2 separate regions of the Mus musculus genome follow, and region 1 is linked to region 2. A link is a contact called in public Micro-C data. All regions are on one chromosome and are shown on one strand. The core of a region is the stretch at or near the end of the contact, and the rest is flanking DNA. Distances in the headings are between cores, read along the strand shown. Region 1 overlaps Ptprm (protein tyrosine phosphatase, receptor type, M). Region 2 overlaps Ptprm (protein tyrosine phosphatase, receptor type, M).

Region 1 (6,272 bases), core at 1,035-3,534, 140 kb before region 2:
GTTTAATTTATTGAATACACTCACTTTTTAAAAAAAAATCTAGTGTTTGTATTGTGGGGTTTGTGTGTGCGTGTGTGCATGCGTGTGTGAATTGTGTGGTATGTATACATGTGGTGTGTCTGTCTGTGTTTGTGTGAATTGTGTGTTGGGTATATGTTGGCACACATGTGCTACAGTGTATGTGTGGCGATCAGAGGACAACTTTAGGAGTCAGTTCTCTCTTTCCACTAGGGGGGTCCCGAGGATCAAACTCAGGTCAGGAGGCTAGGCAGAAAGTATGTTTACTCACTGAGCCATCCCACTGACCCTAAATATATTCATTTTTTATAGGAAAGTAAATAAGAAATTTCAGAAGCAGAAAGGGTTCAGGTCAAGGGTTGTAAACAGCCCTTTGTACAGGAAACATTTATGTTTCTCCAGCCACAGAGATGATTCTCAAGTTGCTAAGCATAATCTAGACAATGACCCAAAAGCATAAACTCTGGCAGAAAATATGATTGACAACAGACGGTGGTTTCAATACCTTCAAATGTTAGTTTCATCATCTTGGAACCTCCCCTCCCTCAAGTAATTCAGCCTCCAAAAAAGTCTGAAGCAGCCGACTGTATCTCTCTTATTGATTATGTAATTCATGCGAAGGTACCCATGGTTGATAACTTTATATCGACAAGTTGATTCCTCGTTTTATGACCTCGACCATAATTCAAGAAATTAAAATGGGGGAAAAGAAAGTATTTCATCAGGATAGCAATAGTGTCAATAATCCTCTCAGAACTTTCAGAGTCCAGAGAGTGAAACGCAGAGCTTTTGATAAATTGTCTTACCAATGGGGTGTCAGCCACATCAATACACGGGAGCGATAGCGGCCACAAAATTAGAACCGAAACAAGAAAGAGTGAATTAATTTGGGAGGAGAAGTACCTTTCAAACAATTTTGCATGAAAAAAAAAAAAACCCTGCACGTGTGATCATTACTTGGAAGCTGCAAACAATCTGCTTGCCCCGCCGTGGAAGCGAAGTCAGAGGGAAAACCATAAATTCAAAAGCATAATCAGGTTACAGAGAGTGAGCACAGGTTATTCTCAGAGTTGTAATTGACTGCATGCCCAGGAAGGAAGACAATACTATGTAATTTAGATGAAAAATCTTTGGGTTGTTTTGCCATTACGTATAATATTAAGGTACAGCTAAAAATAAAGTAAATAACACTGCAAAGAATTGTCATTCCCTGAGCAATAAGACATGACTGATTCGTCTCACGGCAATCTTTACAACCTGGATGTTCCTCTTTTTAAGGAAGAGAGTGGAAAAACATGACCAAAGGGTCAAAAGAAAAAAAAAGATTAAAAAATTAGATTATTGCTTCCCTGTAGTCATAGACATGCCAGTATGGAGTGCCTAAGACCAGCTCAGTTGAAATTTCGTCTTCCCTTTCTAACCTTTGCTCTTCCAGATGTGTGGAAGAGGGGAGTGTGTTCTCAGTGACTGGAAATGATACAATACTTCCGTAACCTATACAAGGCTCTGAATTTTACCCCCACCCACCTCTAGCACCACACAATCCCTGTACAGTGGTGCAGGCCTATAGTTGGAGTACTTGGGAAGTAGAAACAAGAGACTCTGAAGTTCAGGGTTGTCCTGGACTACAAAGAGAACCCAAGGCTGGCCAGGATTCTAACACTTTTAGAAGTAATTTTTTATTTAATTTTTTAAAAAAAATATTATTTACTTAATGTATATGAGTACATTATAGCTGTCTTTAGACACACCAGAAGAGGGCATCGGATCCCATTACAGATGGTTATGAGCCACCATGTAGTTGCTGGGAATTGAATTCAGGACCTCTGGACAAGCAGTCAGTGCTCTCCAGCCCCAAAGCAATAGTCTTACACATTCCCACAACTTCCATTCCCTTTGTGCTCTGCCTCCTGGGTCCTGTCAGCAGGTTTCTGTCTCCTGAAGTCTTTCCTCAATAGTTCCCATTATTCCCACATCTCCCCTGTCCCCTGGGGCCTAAAGCCAGGAGGAAAGATGATGGTATTGGTTTGCCACTAAATACCCCCCTAAGCATGCTGGGACAATTGGCATGGGTTGCTTTGGTGAAGTCTAAATGCTGAACCCAAACGGGCTTATCCCCCTGAAGAAGCAGCACCTACCCCTTCCACACAAGGAAGACTCTAAACAGGAGATTCAAACTCTGGCTGTTGGCAATCAGGTGTATCCCTGCCCCAGTTTGGCTCTGACACTGAGAGTCTCTAGCTATTAGAATGACAGTCTTCCTTCAGCTTGCTAATCTCCTTCCTCTACTTTGTGGAATCTGTGGATTCCTACCTATTCACCTCAAGGCCAATTCCATTTTCTCTCTAGTTCATTGTTGTTGGGTTTTTGTTTTTTTGTTTTTTTTGTTTTTTTTTTTAATCTAACTCAACATGTTCTACCTGTGGGCAAAGCCTATCACAGCATAAAGCCTTGCTTCCAAGGTCCCTCCTTGACTGTTCCCAGCCCTGTCTCAGGCTCCAGAAGCAAAGCTATTATGTACTCACAGAGCTTTCTCTGCCCAACACCCTAATGCATGCTTTCTACCTGTCTGGAGCCATCAGGCCACTCGTCATTGCTGCCTCTGGCAAGGAGGCTTGCTGCCTCTGTTCCCCACACTGCTCCAGGTAGGTTCTGGAGCTCTTGGGCATTTAGTGTGACCTCCTGTGTTGTTGACAGTGACCATCTGATGACCTCTGTCATCATGGACAGGAGGACCCAGTAATCTAATTCCCTTCAGTTACAGCACCTGAGCAGAAAAAGCACTTACCAAAGAGGCATCTATTTGAAGCCTGTGCCATATAAACAAACTTATTGTGTATTCTGCAATACTGTGGCTATTGTATGTAGGTGGCATGGGACATCTGGGTAAGACATCTACACTTCTAACATTCACCGGTCATTCCTCTGCCACTTTGGAAAATAATTTCAGGTGTTCATTACATTTATATCCTCCTTCCTCCTCTTCCTCCTCCTCCTCCTCTTCCTCTTCCTCCTCCTCTTCCTCTTCTTCCTCCTCTTCCTCTTCTTCCTCCTCCTCCACGCTGGTTATAAGATCCCATATGTTTTGGGGGTAAGTGACAGGCCCACCCCTCATCTTTTCCCAGTGTTCTCTCCCCAGCCCTCACCTCTGCAGCATCAGGGCTAACTTTACTGTGCACTTTTATTCAAGAGAGAGCTGCCCCCTTTCCTTCATACTACACACTATCTTTATTCGCTTGTTCTGTGCTCTCAGGGCTCAGCCCTCGCCTCCAGCAACTCTATGCAGCTGTTTCAGTCAGTGCGTCCTCTTTTCTCAGAACTGGTATGAGTTAGATGTGAAAATGTTTTTAACTGAAAGTTTTTTTCCTTAAATTCTTTATTTTCTCAATTGATGTATTTTTTATTTACCAAAAGAAAAATTAAGAAAAAAATCCTTAAAATTATTTTGTTATATTAAAACTACATTTGGAGAACTGGTAACCTCGAGTTAATAACATTCTCTTTTTAATTGCACATTTAAAATTGGATATTAAATAAAAATATAAAAGGTTGGACCTCTATTCTGAATGTTACATTTTCCATTTATAAAGTTCTCCACCCTCTTATCAAATATGCATTTTTCTCTATATTTTTTTAAACAGTGTATTTAACCTTGCAATTTCCTCTGCATCAGCCACCTGGTGCTGTGGCAACCGGTCTAGGGAAGTGAGTGTTCCTCAGATTATCATTATTGTCTTATAAATAATATTTAATTATTTTATCATAATAAAGTAATTGTCATTAATACTTTTAACATTTATCGAGAAGCGGGTTTGAGGATTGCCTACCTAAGGAAAAAAATAGCAAGAAGGGATGTTCTGTCCTCTTGACAGTGTCAGAAGTAAATTTAATAATAGTAATAATAATAATAAATAGTCATTGAAGGTTCCTTGTGAAGGCTTTTGCTTACAGTACATCATTGTGAATAAAGACACATGACTAGAAAGTTCATTTTTATTAAAAGCAGTAACTAAAGATGGCACTAGGAGGCAGTACACAGGACACCTGGGACAGTCGCTAGCCATCCTCAGGAGATACACGTGTGCGGGTGGCCTGGGGTCTTCTATCTCGTGTTTCTCCTCTAATCTGCACCCAGCATCATCAGGCCTGGTTACAGCCATGTTCTCTTCCATAAAAATCTTAATACGAGTTTAGTTGGAAAGAAATTGGGTCCATATGCTTCCAAGGGAGCAAGGAAACCAGAATAGCTCCAGCTCCCCCATCCAGTTCCCCATAATGCCCCATTTCCCACAATGCCCCACTCTGCACCATGACTTCCAGTCTGCTGTACATGTGGGCACAGATGCAGGCAGGACCAGTGCAGTTTCACAAGCACAGAGGAGCGCGCTGGTATAAGACACAATGGAAAGGGAGAAAGGTCAGGTTCAAATTCACATTCATCGTTACTTTTGACCAACAGAAATGCAAAAAAGATTCTAGGCGGAGAATTTTGAACATGAAATTGCAGTATTTAATAAGGGTGGTGTGGTGGCCTGGATGCCAGAGGCCATCGTATCCTGATGAGGCAAGGAGAAACCTTTTTTAAAAAGTAGACACCGTTGAATGAATTGGACATTACACCCCTAATATTCTTCATCCTAAACTCATTTAGCAGAGGAAATGGATATCTCGTCAGACATAGATTTGACACATATTCCATCACATTCTACCATAAGCAGGACAGACGGTGTGTAGGAAGGAGGCATGCAAGCGAGCTGAGACAGTCGCCACTCTGAGGCCCCAGTTATCTCATTTAAACAGATATGAACTGTGGGCACCAGTGGTATGATCAACCAGCTGCTGCCCCACGTTGTGAATAAATTGCTTAGAAGGATCCTTTTGCTCACCAGATGTGACCCAGATTCAGATTTCCAAAGGTGGGGGGTCTCTATTGTGTTAACAAAACAATTGCTGGTAAGATGCATGGCAAATGAGCTTATCTCTCTCTTCCAGGTGTTTGGGCTAATACGTGATGGAATTATTGCTTCATTTATGAAAAATAATTGAGGAAAATGTTCCAGCAAATAAAATTTGGATAAAGGCTCAGGAATAGCTATTGTGCTCTTAGCGAGTTTTTTAATGGAGGAAGAACGGGAGCTAAAAGAGATAATAAAAATATTTAAAAATGCATTTGAGAAGTCTGTCATAAAAGGGTCAGACGTGGGTGTGCTGTGGCGGAGTGAAGTGTTGAAGAGCAACGGGAACAATTACAATGCTTTCAGCATCTAGGAAAGCTGCTTTAAAAAAAAAAAATCAAAGCCCGTCTGTCTGCCAGCTCTGATAAGTTGTATTATTCTGTTAAATGCATGGGGAAATTTTTTTTTAATGTAACGACTTTATTCTGACTCACCCACTTGCTCTCCTTTTTGTCTCTAGGGGCCGTTACTCCAAAGCCTGTCCCTGAACCTGAGAAACAAACAGACCACACGGTTAAAATCGCCGGAGTGATTGCAGGCATCTTGCTGTTTGTTATCATATTTCTTGGAGTCGTGCTGGTCATGAAGAAGAGGTAGGCTTGTAGCCAAAAGTGGACTCATTTCTGTATGAAAAGATCCATTTACTGGGTAGGCAACAGTGCCCAAGACACAGCTCTGACTCCATGATTGTGAGTGTTTTTAATCATATAGCATTTGCAGTTAGGGGACAGACATTTAGAGTAAATGCTTGGGTTATTTTTTTGTGGATATACAAAGCATATCCTGCCAAAATAAATACAAGAATTTCATTTCCTCCTGTAGGATAATCTAAAAGCTGCGATTTTGTTTTAGTCTCTGACAGTTGTTCAGTCCTAAGGACTGACAGCTCTGTATTTGATACTCCCAAGCTGAGTTGAGAAGAGAGACTTCCCTCCCGTTATAATGAAAATTATGAGGGCAGAATTCCTCAAGCCAGCATCCTATGCTGACACCATGTTACAGCAGCTAATCAATACAGTTCCCGTGAGAAAGCAACCTTGATGGTCAGCATCCCTAAAGTAAAAGACAGGGCATCCGCATGTGAAAGACTAAGTCGAGCAAATGCAGTGTTATAGTAAGGTTCTGTCTGGTTGAGGGATCTCTCATTGGTGGAAGAGATAAGTTGAACTGGTTATGGTAAATAAGTCTTCCCTTCCCTTGGAAAATATTCAGTGTCTGCTTTTGTATGAGCAAGTTTAAAAAAATACAGGCACAACTTAATAATAAAATAGAATCTTCAATTTATATAAATATAAATAT
Region 2 (6,050 bases), core at 375-2,874:
CACCACATGCTCTTGGAGATCTGAGTTCTTTTACGTAACTTCTACTAGAATGTTGCTTTTATTCCCAGAAAGGAGGTGATTCTTTCTAATAGGAGCGGTTGTTACAGGAAGTAACTTGGTTCCCAGCTGATGGGGCCTGGGGGGGGGGGGGTGGTGGTGGTGATCAGATCAGAGGACTCTAACATGGTGGATAGATCCCTGGATGGAGCGGTTGACATGGCCTTATTGGGGACTGGTGAAAGTAGTTGGTCACTGGAGATGTTGCCTTCAGCGCTACTGCTTGCCATGGGCCTTTCCTGTATTGCTATGTCTGCTCTGCTCCACCACACCCAGAGACAGACCAAGGCCTCAGGAACTTGGGAATGTGCGCCTTTGAGTTTCTCTCTCTGGTGTCTGCTCTCAGCAAGGAAAATCTGACTAATGAAGGAATGAGCATAGCCTTATTCCAGGACTGACGTGCATAGCTGTACTTGCTCTCCCCAACAGTCCTGTGAGAGGAAATATGTCATCCCCCTCCTTACTGAAGTCCTGTAGAGTCAGAAATGCCTGGGTCCACCATTGAGGTCTGCAAGTGAGGGTATCTCGGATTCTGGAGATTGTGATATTTTCATGCAACACAAAATAAGATCATAAAAGAGCTTTGAAATAACCAGGAGGAAAGCCTCATGCTAGGATAGACACCTGGATGGGCATTAATATCAATGTTTGATGACTCAAACTTAGCAAGCTGGGAAAGTCTTTGAAGTGTTGGGCATAGCATTTCCGTGGTTAATAGCTGGTAGCCATAGATCCCATTAGGCTACCCAGATTTTACACATGACCAGGGGAGTTCTCTGAACCTCCTCCTACATTCAACAGTAATACCCAGGCCCTTAGCCTAGAAAGGCCCAGCTAGTGGCCTTCAGAACAGGGACTGTTCAGGAGGACTTGGCATGTCATTAGTTCTTCATTCTGGATGACTCTGGTATTTGTTACATGCCAGGAATGTCTAGTAGGCATTTCCTTATAAACATTTGATATGACTCAGCTTCATAATTACCTCAGACAATAGCTCAGTTTCCCTAAAAGAATAGTTATGGTGGACTCGTCTCAGTATGTTTCTGACTCAGAGTAGGTGGAATCTCAAAAACAAAAACAAACAAAAGCCTGGTGATGCAAACTATTTATTTGTTCCCAACAGTCAGTGTTCATTTTGTGGTTCACTGATGACTAGACTTCAAGTTAGATGCTGGAAGCCACAGGGTCTGTGCTGAGTCGTTCTTAACAACTCAAGCAGTAATGAGCAGAGGCTTTGAACCTAAAAGGGTCACTCATATTGCCTCTTTCCACAGTGGCTCAGTGTGGGTGGCATATACCCTCCTATTTATTACATCGTTGTTTAGGAAGGATGCTTTTTACACAAAGCTACAGAAGGATGTAGGATTGGCCTGCTTCCTTTTCTGTTACTGTAATGAAATAACCACAAGAAAAGCAAGTTGGTGGCAAAAGGCATTTGTTTTAGCCCACAGCTCTGAGTTACAATATGTCTTTGTAGGGAAATCAAGGTAGGGCGAAGTGAAGCAGCTGGCCACGCCCACAGTCCAGGGCAGAGAGACAGTGAGCACACCCATGCCTAATCATGCTCCCCCTGGGATCGTCTTCTCCCATGTCACAGAGTCTGAGCCCCCAGTACACAGAATGGTGGCATCCGCTCTAAGCTGGGTCTTCCCACATCAATTAACATCATCACATGCTCACAGGCCCACACCTAATCTTGACAGTCACTCTGGGGCCCTTTTCCAGGTGACTCTGACTTGTGCCAAGCTGATAATTGGAACGAACCAGCACACCCACAATTATGGGAGAACGTCAGCACACAATGGCCACCTTGCTTTCGACTGGCAAAGTTCCTCCCTGTGTTCTCTGTGGGCTGGCTCCTTCTAGAGGCTAGCTTGTTTGCACTGCTGGTTCACTGTATTATGGTTGATTCCACATCCAAGGAGTCAACCAACCTCAGATTGAAAATTTGGGGTAAAAACCTGTGCTTGTACTTAATCAGTGTGAATTACCTGGCATTATTCCCTAAACAGTAAGGGAGAGCAGTTCCAAGCGTCTACCTGGAGGGTGTTAGGCTATGTGAATTTCACAGTGTACAGCAGAATAAAAGGACAACCACTGTGGGACTCTGGCCACAAGGTTCAATGACGGGAAACTACATAAATAGAATGGCCATATCCTATTGCCCATATCTGAATGATGGATTCAGATTTTCCTTGCTGAGACCAGACACCAGAGAGAGAAACTTCACGATTCCATTGCACCCCATAGAGATCATTTAAAGTATTCAGGAGAGTTTGCATAGGTTACGTGCAAAATGTACACATTTTATAGAAAGAATACAAATATCCATAAACTTGAGCATTTGTGGAGTTCTGAGACAGAGACAGATCCACCAAAATACACCAAGGAACAATTGTATCTTCCTGGAAGGCGGGTTCAGTTCTCCATGTTCACTCTTAATTTAACACTACAAGAATATGTTATAACCTTTTTCTGATTCTTAGACATGTCTAGTAAATGGGTATCAATAATGTGTGACTTCTCTGTCACTAAACAAGAGTCCTTGATACTACTGCCTATACCCCCCCCATCAAAAGGGAGCAAGCCATGTTAGGAAGATCTTTCCAGCAAAGGACCCAAGGGCTGGAAGTCCGTGAGTGTCCTTGCCATCCTTGAAGATGCTATTTCCATAGAGACTGGGGTTAGAGAAGAGATGGAAGATTACAGACTGAGTTCACTCAGGATTTCTGAGTTGTACGAACTATACACTGCATAGCATTTGCCTTCTCGAATGGCTAAACATACTTCTTTTCATCTTGCAAATGTGAGCCTCTGCACAGAGTTTCTAAAAGGTTCTCCATTCCTCACTTGGCCCAGCCTCAAATATGGCCATTCTATTTGTGTAGTTCCCCACCGTTGAACCTCATGGCCAGAGTCCCACAGTGGTTGCCCTTTTATTCTGCTGTATACTGTGCATTTCACATAGCCTAGTATCCTCAAGGTAGACACTTTAGCATATTGTTGTAAAGCAAAGGTTCATGAAACCACCAATCAAGACTAGACCTTGACAGTAGCCAGCACCCTTGTTCTAATCACAGCTTGCTGGTTCATGCACTGAAGTAGAGACTGTTGGACTAGGGATGTGGTCTGTGACAGTGTATTTCCCTAGCATGAATGTTCATGACTTCTGTGTTAGATACGTAAGTCATGCACATATACATACACACACACACACACACACACACACACACACACACACGAAAAAGAGAATCTTATAGTAACAATTTTCTCTTTTTCTCATATTTTGAATACCTCTCAGCAAAATCATCCTGGGAAAATATGGAATATGTAGTATAATATAAGCCATATATAAAACATTTTAACATTGCTAATAGGCATACTAAATAGAAACAAAATATTAGTATAGAATAACTCTTTAAGATAGTATAGTGTAAATATTATCATTTAAACATGTAATCTATATGAAATTGTAAGTTGGGTGTTTTACACTGTCATACCAAGTCCTCAATATAGTAAATACTTAGCTAATATGGTTAATTATATTTATAGTCATGAAATTAAATATAATCAAAAAGTTGGGCACTATAGAAGTAACTCAGCAGTAAAGAGCACTGACTGTTCTTACAAGGGACCTGAGTTTAACTCCCAGCAGCCACAAGGCAGCTCACAACCTAATTTCCAGGGATCCTGTGCTCTCTTCTGGCCTCCATAGGCACACATACGGTACACAGACATGCATGTAGGTACCCATACACGTAAATGCTTTAATTAAAGAACATCAGCTCCTCTCTGTCACCACAGCCCATTGCTCAGTCGCTGTACATGAGTAGTGACTGCTGTGCTAAAGAGTAATGTTGTAGAACTTTCCATCTATACAGAAAGGTCAGCAGAGAGAGTTGCTAATATTCTTCTATGTGTAGCTTTCTTTTGTCTTGGCTTGTGTTTACATAGTCAGTCCTTTTTGTTGTATGTAACTGTCTCCATTCATTATCATTACTAAATAGCATCCCACTTTATAACTCAGTAACATTGTTATTAATTGGAAACAGAATTGCTAGGTACATTCTTATTTAGCCACCAGGATACACATAGTATCAACTTCTTGCTGCTGGCAGGTAGGATGCATATCTTCCTCTTTGCTACATAATAGCTAATTCTTTTCTATGTGTTTGCAATTGTATTCATATTCACCATCAGCATCTGAAAGTTCATATTGTGCCATTATGAATATGCTTTATTGCCTTGACCATGGGTGAGGGAAATCACTGTGGTAGGAAGTACGTGGGGGAACATTCTCAACTTCCCACTTCAAGCCAGTAATTCATAGTCACATTGTAGATCTTCAAAGGATATCAAATTCCAAGCTGCAGCAATTTTTAAAGCAGATTCCTGCATGGGGAGGATCCTAAATGCTGCATAGAAGTTCTGAGGCTGAGGGCAGCCTTGGGGGTTACCTTTATTAATGGCTTCTCTCTCTCTCTCTTTCTCTCTCTCTCTCTCTCTCTCTCTCTCTCTCTCTCTCTCTCTCTCTCCCTCCCTCCCTCCCTCTCTCCCTTCTTCCCTCCCTCTCCCTCCCTTCTTCCCTCCCTCTTCCTCCCTCTTCCCCCCTCTCTCTCCCTCTCTCCCCCTTTCTCTCCCTCTCTCTCTTCCTCTGTCTTGCAGATGATCACTCTCGGGTACGGCTCCAGATGCTGGAAGGGGACAACAATTCAGACTACATCAATGGCAATTACATCGATGTACGTATCTTAAAAATGATCAACACAACCAGACATTCTGACACATGCCATACATGAGATCTGCTTTGCAGCTGGTAGATGTGTACCAGTGACCATCCACAGCAAGTGTCTCTTGCTACTTCTCCACACTCCACAGAATGTCGTCACTGCCATCTCAAATCAACCCATTCAGAGATAAACATCTTATTTCTTCCCTACGCCCCCTTTGCCTACCCACACTACGTGGACTAAGAAAATGTTTTTCCGTTTTTGTCAACAGCTTAAAAAATGTTTGCATATTAATGGGACAAAACCCTCTAATTGCTAACGTGGTGATTTGCAGGTTCCCATCACCACCATGCTTTTAAGTTGCCTTCAAAGTCATCCGCAGCTGTGCACCAGGACTTCCAAGGCAAGCAAGGCATGTCATTAAAAATGCAAGCTGTTTAATTATTGAAGATGGCTGCCTTGTTCATCCTGCGTCATGTTAACTTAATGTCTTACATTAAGATAAATTCTTTAAGAGACAGCCTGTTTTCAGCTGAAAGGGTGAATGAAATCAGAGCAGAAACTCGGGGTACCGTGGGGTGCCCTGTGAGGCTCAAGCCTCCTTGAATAGATCCAACCTCCGGGGTCCTTCCCAGACATGCTCCATGCTGAGCCTGGTTTTCAGTCCATGAGCACTACCAGGCACCCATCTTACCTGTGTGTGTGCTAGGTGTTCCTGATCCCCAAAGCCCAAGTCCTCCCAAGTTTAAACTTTCCCAATGCCTACGTAAGGACACACAACTGGACACCCCACAACAACTTTGTGTGACAGGCCACAGACAAAGCTCAATTCGCAACTTAATATCACCAGTGAGAAGGGCTCTCCCTGCACCTTCAGCCATAACATACCGACATTGTTTTATGCAGAGTTAGACTGCTATACAGATTGCCTTTAGTCCCGGTGCACATATACATGAGACACAAATGGCTTTTGTGCTTTGGACCCCATTCCCAGAGTGTCTCGTTAGATTCCTTCTCATATCTACCATTAATCAAGAAAATGCCACACAGGCCAGCAGACAAGGCCAGTCTTTTAGAGGTGTTTTTTTCAATTGAGGTTCCACTTCTCAGATACATTTAGTTTCATATCAAGTTGACAAACCAGCCAGCACAGGATTTTAAGGGAATGTCTGGCTGATACGTGTCTCAGATGAGGACAGGAAAATGACTAAGGTGGTTAGTAACATGGGCCATACTGGGACAGCATGGGCTAGCTCAGCTCAT

Evidence for each region. Hi-C and Micro-C count contacts between places; a contact is called where the count stands out from the background.
Region 1: a Micro-C map of trophoblast stem cells shows a contact between it and region 2, with 2.8 times the contacts expected there. The contact joins two enhancer-like sites. A contact is called at or near these places in 11 of 484 Hi-C or Micro-C datasets (embryonic stem cells, granulosa cells, liver and 2 more) and 1 of 115 datasets of contacts at active chromatin or transcription factors (liver).

Annotation. Positions count from the first base shown.
Region 1 is chr17:66,890,218-66,896,489 of GRCm38.p6, reverse strand. It overlaps Ptprm (protein tyrosine phosphatase, receptor type, M), which reads left to right. Exons shown (of 31, transcript NM_008984.2): 14 at 5,434-5,566. Among named protein-coding and RNA genes, the nearest start is that of Mir5709, 130 kb to the left of the region's middle. Within about 2 kb of position 2,284, at least 1 of the 459 cell types and tissues checked has an H3K27ac peak or open chromatin away from gene starts, as enhancers often do. A contact at or near this core is called in trophoblast stem cells, where this site is marked.
Region 2 is chr17:66,745,850-66,751,899 of GRCm38.p6, reverse strand. Ptprm (protein tyrosine phosphatase, receptor type, M) reads left to right here. Exons shown (of 31, transcript NM_008984.2): 19 at 4,723-4,799. Among named protein-coding and RNA genes, the nearest start is that of 1700016K05Rik, 34 kb to the right of the region's middle. Within about 2 kb of position 1,624, at least 40 of the 459 cell types and tissues checked have an H3K27ac peak or open chromatin away from gene starts, as enhancers often do. A contact at or near this core is called in trophoblast stem cells, where this site is marked.